Linked DNA regions of Mus musculus: region 1 is linked to region 2. The links are chromatin contacts, called in public ChIA-PET maps. All regions are on one chromosome and are shown on one strand. The core of a region is the stretch at or near the end of the contact, and the rest is flanking DNA. Distances in the headings are between cores, read along the strand shown.

Evidence for each region. ChIA-PET counts read pairs in DNA pulled down with a chosen protein or histone mark.
Region 1: an RNA polymerase II ChIA-PET map of memory CD8 T cells shows a contact between it and region 2, with 51 read pairs. The contact joins the enhancer-like site here to the promoter of Mrtfb in region 2. A contact is called at or near these places in 4 of 39 promoter capture datasets (3T3-L1-derived adipocytes, hippocampal neurons, liver and 1 more), 6 of 484 Hi-C or Micro-C datasets (cortical neurons, liver, monocyte-dendritic cell progenitors and 1 more), 7 of 115 datasets of contacts at active chromatin or transcription factors (the SCID.adh cell line, bone marrow-derived macrophages, embryonic stem cells and 3 more) and 3 of 9 other capture datasets (adipose tissue, liver and pancreatic islet).

What each region holds. Positions count from the first base shown.
Region 1 is chr16:13,305,074-13,311,436 of GRCm38.p6, forward strand. All of the region lies in intron 2 of Mrtfb (myocardin related transcription factor B), which reads left to right. Among named protein-coding and RNA genes, the nearest start is that of Mrtfb, 52 kb to the left of the region's middle. Within about 2 kb of position 1,423, at least 16 of the 459 cell types and tissues checked have an H3K27ac peak or open chromatin away from gene starts, as enhancers often do. A contact at or near this core is called in memory CD8 T cells, where this site is marked.
Region 2 is chr16:13,251,893-13,257,770 of GRCm38.p6, forward strand. It overlaps Mrtfb (myocardin related transcription factor B), which reads left to right and starts at 4,589. Exons shown (of 17, transcript NM_001122667.2): 1 at 4,589-4,662.

The DNA of each region.
Region 1 (6,363 bases), core at 173-2,672, 50 kb after region 2:
CCTTGGGACTTCCCTTTGAGCTGGATCCCACTTTGAACCTGTCGCTGGACCTTCTTTTTCTCAGGCTCCTCTCCATTTCCATCTCTGTAATTCTTTCAGACAGAAACAATTATGGGTCAGAGAGGTGACTGTGGGATGGCAACCCCCTCCCTCACTTGATGCCCTGTCTTCCTGCTGGAGGTGGGCTCTGTAAGTTCCCTCTCCCCACTGTAGGGCATTTCATCTAAGGTACCTCCCTTTGATTCCTGAGAGTCTCTTATCTCCCAGGTCTCTGGTGCATTCTGGAGGCCCCCCCCCCCCCCCCAACCTCCTACTTCATGAGGTTGCCTGTTTCCATTCTTTCTGCTGGCCCTTAGGGCTTCAGTTCTTTCCCCTCACCCAATACCAGATCAGGTTACCCACCACCCCAACCTCCCCCAACACCCCCTCCTCTTTCCCTCCCAGGTACTCCTCAATTGTGATGGCTTTCTTCTCTCTCCCAAGTGGGACTGAGGTGTCCTCACTTGGGCACTTCAGCTTGTTGACCTTTTTGAGTTCTGTGGACTGTATCTTGGGTATTCTGTACTTTTTTTTTTTTGGCTAATATCCACTTATTAGTGAGTACATAACATGCATGTCCTTTTGGGTCTGAGCTACCTCACTCAGGATGATAGTTTCTAGTTCTGTCCATTTGCCTACAAAACTCAGGATGTCCTCATTCTTAATAGCTGAGTAGTATGCTATTGTGTAATTGAACCACATTTTCTGTATCCATTCTTCTGTTGTGGGACATATTTTTAATGGTACATTTTCCCTGCACCTATTATAGAACTTGGCAGATTGCAGATGCTCATAAATGTTAGTGGAGTGCTGAGTGCACATAACCAGAGAAAGGAAGAAAGGAATGGGTGGGCTAGCAAACAGTTGGGAAGAAAAGATGTGCTAACTCTTGAACCCTCGAAGTTCAGGATGGAGCAGGCATGGGGTTGGGTTATTACTTTGGGTCTTTGGAACAGAGTACCAGCATTTGCTTTCAAACTGTCACAGTTCAAACTACAGAATACAAGTTATGCTGCTAGAGCTGTGGTTGGAAACTTGAACACTGCCAGATTTTCCCATTGACATCTGAATAGCTCAGATTATGTTTCTGGTAAATTTGTTGTCGAAAAGTGTCTTGCCAGCCTGTCTTGCTTTATAGCAGCAGCAGCAGCTGCACATTGCACCACTTCATTTGCTACACAGACTCTTGAGCTCCCTAGATGCTGCAGTGTTCCTCCTACCCTCTTGAAGTACAAATCAGGTATGCTTTGGGGCACAGAAGGACTCTCCCCACAGCAGAGTAAGATTTCAGCCTTTCATGTTCAAGTTCCTATCTGTATTGTGTTTTTAGGGGCAAAGCAGCTTCCAGAACCTCAGAAGTAGAAACCAGTTTCAAACAGGATTTCCTCTGGGTGGCTGCCCTCTTCTGCCAGCATTGGTGACCTTGGCTTCTGTGCCTCACCTCATCCTGCTTTCTACAGTTACTTTTCACTCTTCTGCTTTGCTTGGGTGTAGTTTCTTTCTCTTGTTCGTGTTCCCTTGAGCTAAGAAATGCTAGTTACATTTTTAGCTCCCAGCTTTACCTTCTCGGGAAGGTTTTTGTAAAGTTCCTTGAATGCTGGTTCCCTCTCCATGGACTGTCATCCCAGACTTCCTCACCACAGCTTACTCTAGGCTTCTGTCATCATAGACCCTACATCCCCACATCTGTATATTGTTAGTATCTGCAGCCCCCAAGGGGCCATCTTGATTGGGCCCCAGGATAAAAATAAATAGTTCCCCATCCCCCAGAAAGTTCTTCGTAGATAATTTTGAATAAAAGAGCGGTAAGAGAGGCCTGTGTCCTTCCTCTGAAGCCATGGCTATAGCCACTATCACTTGACCCAAGTGCAGAAAGCATCTTCCTGCTGACAACTGAGTCAGGTGAGTGGTGTGTAAACAGTGGTTTGGAGAGTGACTTCCCATCTCTTTCATGTTCCAGGCAGCAGCTGCATCCAGACTTAGCCCATTGGCAGGGGCTCTCTTTCTTCTGGGCAGCTAGCTACCCGAGAAGGAATTAGGAAGGAAATGAGGAAACTTCTATGCAAAGGGTTTTTATTGTTTTGCTTTCCACAAACCATCTGAATCCCACCTAGTCACTGGGATCCTATTGCCATGACTTTAAGGAACAAGTCCCTAAACTTAATCATGTGGCATGCATGTGTGCTGTGCAGGTTCACACTGTTCATGTCAACAGCAATGAGCACACAAATCATTCAGTCTCCTATTTATTCAATTTAATTAATTTATAAAACATTCATTCTTCTTGTGTAGCTCTATGGTCACTGTTACTGAACCCTGTACCCAATGCATGTCTTATTATGATTTTCCCTACATGCATATAAAGAATTGAACTTACCATTACTACCATCTTGACCCTCCTGTCCTGCTGTTATTCCTCCTATTCCAAATAGTTTCCCTGTCTACGTTTATGTCTTTTCTTAAGACTCTAGACTCTACATAAGAGAAAACATGTAGTATTTATATAAGTTGGTCTTATTTTGCTTAGTATGATTTTTACAGTTTTAAACATTTCAACAGTAATATTTATTCATTATTAATATTTATAATTAACATTAATTATTCTAATACTTATTAAATGATTAATAAAATACTATTTTATAAACTATTGTTGTTGTTGTTATTATTGAGACCATGTAGTCCAGGTTGGTGTTGAACTTTTTACCCTCCTTGATGCTGAGATTACACTATCTACTCACTACTGAGAACTGCGTTTACAAATGTGAGCTCTCTAACTGTCTTCAGTTCTAAGGAGACAGTATAGTCCCCTGTAAGTCTGGAACAGAACCTATAGCAGCACTAAACATTAACCAGGGTTCATACAGCCTTAAGACAGGCAGGCAGGCGGGCGGGCAGGCAGGCGGGCAGATTCTGATTCTGCTCTCACATGGTTCTGGTAAGTTTGGGCCATAGATGAATCGCAAAAAGTGTGAAGGCTTTGCAGTTTGGGACTAGCACATTCATTGCTTCACTGGTATTGGAGCCTGCTTCTTCAGGATTCCAGCACACACAGAAGACCTGCCTGCAGGGACTGAGCAACTACGAGATTCTTGGACTTTTTCTTCATAGCTAGCCATTGTTGGATTAGTTGGACTGAAGCCTGTAAGTTATTCTAATAAGTTCTTTAGATAGATAGGATGGATGGATGAATGGATGGATGGATGGATGGATAGATAGATTCATCCTATAAGTTCTGTGACTCTAAAGAACACTAAGAAAGTTAATAAAGTGTCATACTATGTTTTTGTTTTTTGTCTTTTTTTTCCCCCAAAAGTTTGTCCTGTTTTTCAATGTTAGTCTGCCCATCTGTACTCTGCTCCCTCTCTTATTCCCTATCTTATGTTGGAGCATAAGATAGGGAATAAGATAAGGAGCAAGTTTCCATGTAAACACACTAGTGACATGGGCCAACCTCACATTGCACATTTCCCTCAGATTACAATGCTACTTTGTCATTTGTTTGGGTTGCTCAGCATGTATGGCCTTCATTGGGTACAGTCCTGCTACCTTTCACACTTGCCATAGTCTTCATGTGTATACATGGCCTCATGCATACATTCCAGGAGGCCCTGCCGTGATCGGATTAGAGTTTAGTGGAGGAGTTGGTCACTTCGATATGGAAGCTGGTAGGCTTGATACTTCTGAGGGCTTTGAGGCCCACATTAGATCTCTCTCTGGCACCTAGTGGGCTACTGGTGTTGGTGGATATAGTAGTCAGGCCTGAGGCCCTAGACCTTTAGCTTCAGTCCCGGGGCTGAGAGTCCCTGCACTTTACCCCGCCCTGTCCCCATTCCCAGTGTGCCTGTGTCTGTCTGGAGATCTCTCAACTGACTCCTTGTCCTCAGTGAGAAAGCCTAAGGCTGACCATAGTGAGGATCACCAGGAGGCACCATCTCCATCTCCATATGAAGGTGGTCTCCTGCTCCTGCCACTCTCCTTCTCTTTCTTCTTTGTTTTTAAGCTTTTTAGCTTAAGTGTATTTTTTCCTCTTTACTTTGTACTGAGTTGAATAAAAAAGAATGCTATATTTAAATATCATTGTTCTTCTAAAGAAAAGCTTCAGTTTAAAATGTTTGTTTAAACTGCAGGGGTTTCTGTCAGCTGCCCTGCTCCTCCTGAGCAAGGGTAGTACAACCTCTTTAGGTTTCAGGGGCAGCAGTACATCACCATGTTCCAGATATAGCTGTCTATCTGGACTCTCAAGTTAGCGAGAACCAACGAGGAGAAAACTGGCTGCTATGAGGTTATTACAGGCTTAAGCAGCCTTTGCTGCTTTGTAGTGATTGGAAACGAAGAATTAAAAAGACACCAACTGAGGAGAAAAAACTCACTGTTTTTGTTTTGTTTTGTTTTGTTTGTTTGTTTGTTTTTCAAATTGAGAATGTCTTCATACACTTTACAGACTATAGATGCACTGCTAAGTCAGTGGAGGCCCAGAGATATGTGGAGGTGCAGTGCAGCCCTTGATGTCTGTGTGAGGCCATCAGCACTTGGAATGTGACTGTACAGCTGTGGAGCTCCTTTGTCTTCCATTTCACTGCAATTAACTTAGCGTTAAAGCAGCGTGTGGTAGTGCAGGCCGAGGCAGAAGGATCTATGTGAGTCCAAGGCTAGCCGGGTTTATATAGTTTATATAGTTCAGCCCTGTCACTCCCAAGTCTGCCTCAGGGCACAGCTTCTTCTGCCCCTTACTTCTCTTGCTGCACGTTCTCTATTTCTTTGGCATACGGTCTCATAGTCTGTTCTGTTCATTCCTATACCTTTGTTTTCCTTAGTTACAAAGTAAGGCTATCTTTAAAGTACATAAGGATCCATTCATTATGGTGTAATTTCAGTGGGATGAATGCACCAACTGTCTGGTTATTTCTGCTTTTCTGTATTAATGCTTTTAAGAAGTGTGTTCTGCTTAGGTTGTCTACAACTTGGTACTCTGTCTTTGCATTTGTTTTTGATAGGTGTTAGGATTCCCATATAGTTGCAAATAAAATCTGTCAGAATATTTGCCTGTATCTGAGGACTGTGTTGCTGCTGACTGACTTCTCTAGTGCTCTACCTGCAGTTGAGTGTGCAGGGGAAGAGTTCCAAGTATTACACTGTTGTGAATGCTTGCTGGGAGCCCCAGGCAGCTGCCTTAGCCTTGCTTGAGGCCCCTGTGGCACGGTGGATGTGAGGGCAGAGCCAAGGACTTGGCTTCCTCTTTTCCTCTTTCCTCAGTTCCATTGAGACTGACTCTATCACTTTTCAGATTCCTTTGGGGTTTAAAAGGAGATGGAATTCTAGCTTGTGGTTTAATGGTCATCTAGCCTGACTGAGAGAACAGTTATCCCAGGCAAAAAGGCAGATAGGAGGTGCCCTAAGTGTGGGCATGGCTTAGGGAGTGGTGAGGGCTAGCCAACACTCCACTTTTATCCAGTTAGTCATTTTTACATGATCCTCTGTCATTTTTTTCCAAAAATATCCTGTTGCCAATCTTTTGCTGAAGACTGTTTCCCTTTGAAAACATAAAATAACAGATTGTTCTGTGCACTTAGCTGCTGTTGCTACATGAGGGGATGCTCCTCTCATGCTCAGTGAGTGAGTTGCACACATCAGGCCTCTGGTAGATGGGCCATAATATTCTGAGCTCATTGCCAAGTTGTGATTAAAGGTTTTACATTGTCAAGAGAAGGTATGTTTTTCTTAAGGACTCTGATATGTTTATAGGAGATAGTTCAGAAAATGGTGGTTGAAAACAAAGGGTTTGCTAACACAAAGACCCAGGTTGATGTTCCTTCTCCGGTACAGAAATGGTGACTATGAATAACTGCTTTCAAGGACTGAGTTCAAAATCTCAACCTTCCCTGGCACCTTACAGAAGTACAGAGCTAACAGTGTAATGAAGAATAATAAGTCCATGGAAAGAGGTGTATTATACTGGTTGAAATAAAAATAAAAATTTGGTGAGTATGAGACTGAATGACTAGTGTTAAGAAGTAGCTTCAATACATAGTTAAAAACTACTTACATTTTCTTTAAAAAAAAATCTTAGTTTAGCCATATTATGTTATATTGCCAAATATCTTGAACCCTAATTGTTTGTTATACCCTAAAGATTGGAAAAATTATGCAAAAAGTAACTGTAATTCCAGCTTCTGTTATTTTTAGAACTAGCCTTTCCCTGGTGATGAACATATTATTACTATTTTGCTAAACAGACATAGATTTGAGCTTCCCTCTAAATATCTCTATGCCCATAGATTACCACAGCTCTATACCTTATCAAATAAGGTGATTAACACAGATGTT
Region 2 (5,878 bases), core at 3,339-5,838:
CATTGAGAATGGCTTTGAGGTTTCAGAAGCCTACGCCAGGCCAGTGTTGCTCTCTCTGTCTCCCACCTGCTATCAGGGTGTAAAGCTCTCAGCTCCTGCTCCAGCATACACTTACCTCCCTGCCGCCATACCCCCACCATGATGATCATGGACCAACCCTCTAAACTGTAAGCCATCCCCCAAGTAAATGCTTTATTTTTATGAGTTGCCTTAGTCATAGTGTCTCTTCCCAGCAAGAGAACGCTAAGACTCCTACTATCTCTGGTGTATACTTAAGAACTCATTTCAATCATGTTTTTCCCCTATCCTTCTAGCTATTAAAAAATGTTGTGTATGTATATTGTGTGTGTGTTTGTGTGTGTGTGTGTGTGTGTGAGAGAGAGAGAGAGAGAGAGAGAGAGAGAGAGAGAGAGAGAGAGAGAGAGAGATGCCATAACATGTGTATGGAGTTCAGAGGACAACCTGGGTGTTCATTTGAGACAGGGTCTCTATGTTGTGTGCCCAAGCATGACAAGGTCCTTAAGTTCCCAGCCATTCACTGGTCTCTTTCTCCCATCTGGCTGTAAGAACACTGGGATTACAAATGTGGGCTATCATGCCAGGCTTGATGTGGGTCCTGAGGATCTGAATGCTGGTCCTCACAGTGGCACATTAAGCCATCTATCCCTCCAACTCCCTCTTAGGGGGCTCATTTGCTCTTATTGACTCCTCCCTCCATCCCTCTAGAACATGAAATGATGGTCTTGCTCATAGCTAGTAATACAATACTTGTCAGTTAGTGCTTAAAGTATTTTTATTGGGACATTAACCAAACCCTATTACTGGCATTTATAAAGTCCCTCATGCATCAAAAGACATTTTGATACCTTACATCCTTAATGATACCACATACTATATTGAATACCTTGACCCTTTGAGAAGATACATGTGTAGTCATCACTTCCCATGTTAGTACTCAAACAATGACACCCTTGTGGATGTTGCTACTTCCTCTGAGGGTCAGCTCTGTAACAGGCTGATGGTGGAAACACGGGACATGGCTTGTGTCGGGTTAGAAACTTGAATTTGGGAATGACAAAGCCTAAGGTGATGGACAGTTCCTACAAACCTGTCACTCTGTTCACAATGTCACTGATGTTAACCCCAGTCCCACCACAATTTTGTTAACAAGTTTCTGATTTATTCATCTTTCCTGTGCCCTTGTTTGCTTGCTTGTATATGCGTCCATGGCTGCTTTCTCCCTAGTGACTTCCAGAGTAAGATATTTTACACTGTCGGGTAGCTTTTCCTGTATAAGTGGAGGAGAGCCTTAAAAAAACAAAAGACAAAACAAACAAACAAAACATATGGTTCCTCTTATAGGAAGCTGGGAAAGCTCCGGAGAGGGACAGTCTCTTCAATGACCAGGAGGAAATCCACTGTGCTGGGAGTGCTGCCCAATGGGCAGAGATCTTTCCTACTGTGTAGGAGGCTCTGGATTCAATCTCCAACACCCCACAAATCAAGTGTGGGCACTTACCCATAATCCCAGCACTCAGGAGGTAGAGGCAGAGGGTCTTCAAGTTCATCTTCTAACTCTGTAGTGTATTCAAGAATGGTCTGGGCTAGGTGAGACCAGTATAGTTTTGTGGTTTTCCCCATTGTGCTAGAAAGTACTGGTGGTTGAACATCCTCCAACCTGATTTGGAGTTTATATTGGAAAAAAAGGAATGAGACAGGCACGACAGAGTTCTTTCCCATGTAAGAGTGTCCCAGTCTGGCTAGTATACTTTTACAAATGCACCGTGTATGTTAGCTTAGTTCATCCTGCGAAGTCTATTTATGGCCTTATTTTCAATGAGACCACTGACAGTATGGTTCCAGAGAGAAACATGTAAAACTTTATGTTGAAATCTTGATCTCAGGAAATTTGTAGGATGGGAGGTCAGAGACAACTTGTATGGGTCAGTTTTCTCCTTCCATCATGTGGATCCCAGGGATAGACCTGGGTGCTAGTATTAGCAGTATATGCCTTTACATACACTAGGCATGTGCATGCCTTTACATATAATAGGAATGTACAGTAGAATAGGAAAGAATTTGTAGGTCACCAAAGCAGGGTTTGTAGGTTTGGAGTCAATGACCTAGAATGGGATTCTTAACTGCCGCTCACCAATTGCGTGTCCTTAGGCAAGTCCACTCATTGTCTAGACTCTTGTTGAATTTATCTGTGAAAAAGAAACAACACCTACTTCCACTGAGGTGTGTGACAATGTGAGGCAGGCCTGGAAAAGACTTGCCTCAGTGGGCCGAGTAAGCCTTAAGAGCTGAAGACAAACTGGTACAGTCTTGTAGAGCCAGGGACACCAGTCTTCTGTCCTTCACCAGGAGACATTCAAAGGCTCTGATTCTCAGACTCTGAGACGTGGCCAGTTCCCTCCCAACTCCTTCCTTTTTCTTGGGCCTTCAGCCTAAAACTGAGAGTTATATCGTCAGCAATTCTGGTTCTCAGGCCTTTGAACTTGAACTTGTCGCGTCTTCCATCATTGCTAGTCTTGCTGGCAGCATATTGTGGGTCTTAGCATCCATGGTAAGTCCTCTCATGCATCTATAGGGTATCTGTTGGTTCTTTCCCTGGAGAACCTGCCTATGGAGGTCTGGGATTTCCTTTCTTCATCCACACCCCATTTTATTGGGCTACATCATCACGTTCAACATCTATATGTTCGGTCTCTGTAAGAGGAGTGGTTTCCAGGCAGCACAGGTAAGGAAGGTCTGGACCCACATTTGTTGACACTATGAGATCATCAGGATGGGTTAGCTTAGCAGGCCTCAGTGCAGTTTTCAGGGATGAGATAGAACCTTCCAGGCTCTTGATTCTGCAGAAGCTGTCACAGAGGGGCCAGCTCACAGGAATATACAAAACAAGACTGAATAAAAATGGCCCCCATAGGCCCACAGGGTATGGCACTATTAGGAGCTGTGGCCTTGGAGGAAGTGTGTCACTGAGGTGGGCTATGAGTTTTGAAAAGCTCAAGCCACGCTCAGTGGCTCAATCTCTCTTCCTGCTGCCTGAAAATCCAGATGTAGAACTCTCAGCTGCCTCTCCAATACCATGTCTTCCCACACTTTGCCATGTTTCCCATCATGACTATACTATACTAAACCTCTGAACTGTAAGCCAGCTCCAATTAAATGTTTTCCTTTATAAGAGTTGTCATAATGTCTCTTCACAGCAATAGAAACTCAAACTAAGACAAAGACCTTGTCACAAGGCAGTGCCAGGCCCTAGAGTCATGCAAATTCAAATACTGTGTTACTAAGACCATATGGGTATTTTCTTTATTGCAGGCTTCGGAAGTGTGATGGTTCGTATATGCTCTGCCCAGGGAGTGGCACTATTAGAAGATGTGGCCTTGTTGGAGTAGGTGTGTCACTGTGGGCATGGGCTTTAAGGCTCTCACCCTAGCTGCCTGGAAGCCATTCTTCTCCTAGCAGCCTTCAGATGAAGCTGTAGAACTCTCAACTCTTTCTGTACCATATCTGCCTGGTTGCTGCCATGTTCCTGCCTTAATGATAACGGACTTAACCTCTGAACCCGTAAGCCAGCCCCAATTAAATGTCCTTATAAGAGTTGCCTTGGTCATGGCAATTTTCTGTTTACAGCAGTAAAACTCTAAGGCACGAGGTTATGGGTACCCACTTTAGTGCATCTCACTATGCCAGCCTCTCTTCCTTAGAAGCAATTACTCTTAAGTTTTCTTTTGGGAAGAAGTCACACCGTAATGCAGTGGTTCTCAGCCTTCCTAATGCTGGGACCCTTTAATACAGTTCCTCATGTTGTGGTGATCCCCCAACCATAAAGTTATTTTGCTGTTATGAATCAATGTAAATGATACACAGAATCTGATATGCGACCCCCTGTGGCCCCGAACAGCTGACCTAACTCCACGAATGCCCTGGCTCTATGTCCATGAACCATTCTATCCTGGGTTCTCCCACTGTTTTCGAACATATTTTGCTTTTAGGGCTCTACAGAGTTGGAGAAAGTGTGAAAAGCGTTCTCTTGTCTAGTTGCATTAAGATGGGTTGCAACAGACCCCCTATTGGGGTCACTTCTTCCACTCGGAAGAACTACAGAGGGGTGGAGAGTGAGGCAGGGCTCAAGAGGAGGGGTTCCTACAGGTGCGGGTGTGGCATCAGAAACGCACCGACTCCACAGGCCGGTCTGCTCGTCCGCTGCAACCTCCTTCTGGAATGGGGAGGCGGCAAGAATGCACTTAGTGAGGCAGCATGAGCTGTTTGCTTGCTAGGGTAGCCGGCACTGACTGACCATCTATCTGACTGGGAGCAGCCAGAGCTTAGGCAGCAACCAAAGAGCTCCCAGCTCCGCAGCCCAGCTGCGCATGCGCCCCGGGGCAGCCAGGTGAGAGCGCGGCGGGAGCGGGCGGCCTCGCACCTGGGTTTTAACTTTTCCGGGTCAGGGGCGAGGGCGGATGCCGGGTGGGAGAAGGGAAGCAGGGTGTAAACCTCCGGGAGTCGGCTCGGCGCTACCTGGAGCTTCCAGGACGGGCTCCGTGCCTTCAGACGGGAGGAGGGTAAGCACGGGGGCGGAGCGAAGTCTCGCGAGATCCGGTGGTAGCTGCGGCAGCGGTGGCGGCGGCGGCGGCAGCGGCCGGGGAGGTGAGCGGCGAGCGGGTGCGAGGCGGCCGTTGGGACTGAGGCAGGGGAGAGCTGCGGAGGGCGAGGCCGGGCCCCGGGAGAGGGACGGACGGAAGGCCCGCGTCCTCGGTGGCCCCTCGAGGTTGCTGCGGCGCCTCCGGGTGCGCGCTGTCCCGGGACTCGCGCGGGGCGGGGCGGGGCGGGGCGGCCGCGGTCTCGGGGCTACCGGGTCCGGGCTTCCCTCGTCGGGGGTCCCCTGTGTGCGGCCGCGGCCCGATCTTCCCGGGCAGCCTGGAGTTGGTACCAGGCGCTTCGCTTGCGCGCTCCCACGCTGGAACTGCAGTGAGGTGCAGCAGCGCCTTGGCCGGAGCCACTCGACGGGGACGTGGTGGGATGGGGACGGCCCACGCCCCGGACTCACCTTCCATCCTCCTCCCCAGCCCTGCTCGCGGCTCTTCCCCTGGGGTCCCCGCGGGGCTGCAGAGGGTGTGTCTGCAAGCCCTCCCGAAATTGCACGCACGCAGCGTTCCGGGTTTCCAGGGAGAAAGTTTTCCACCGCTTTTGTTCTGTCCCTGAAACTTTGCCTAGTTCTCAGTGTTCAGAAGCTACCCTTTGGCCCTGTGTATGAGCAGACGCGGTGTGACAGTGACGAGGGGTGCGGCGGGTGTAGGGTCTCAGGCCACGAGGATAGCTCAAGGTTTGCCTCAGGCAAAGAAACTTTGAAAAGTTTGATTCTTTTCTGAAGCTTGAGATCGCACTCTTAGGATGAGCGGTTGTGAAGTTCCTAACTTTTGGTTCTGTGGCAAATGTTTGCCACCCTGACACGAAGTTCATACTATATCTTCCTATACGTGATCCAAGGTCAGTAGAGTGCTCTCCTTTAGATGTGAAGAAGAAATACGTGCTATGGCGTTAGTGCAGCCCAGACACCCAGCTAGGTAGGACGTAATATCACGGACCCTGCGGCTAGTGAGTATGTTTGGAGACACACACTCACGTATGTACGCATGCACTTGTGGGACAGTGAGTCTCAAAGTCAGGAACAAAGATTGGGACCTGAGATAAAACCGTGTTACTTGGGGTAATTGATGCTAATGAGAAAAACAATGTAGGCTGACTGACAGCGTGCAAGATAAATCACAGCCTGTCTCTGGTTAGGCTCAGATAATACAGCCCTCCAGGGATGCTGTATTCCAGGCTACATTGTAACCAATACAAAGCCCGAGTTCTCTACATT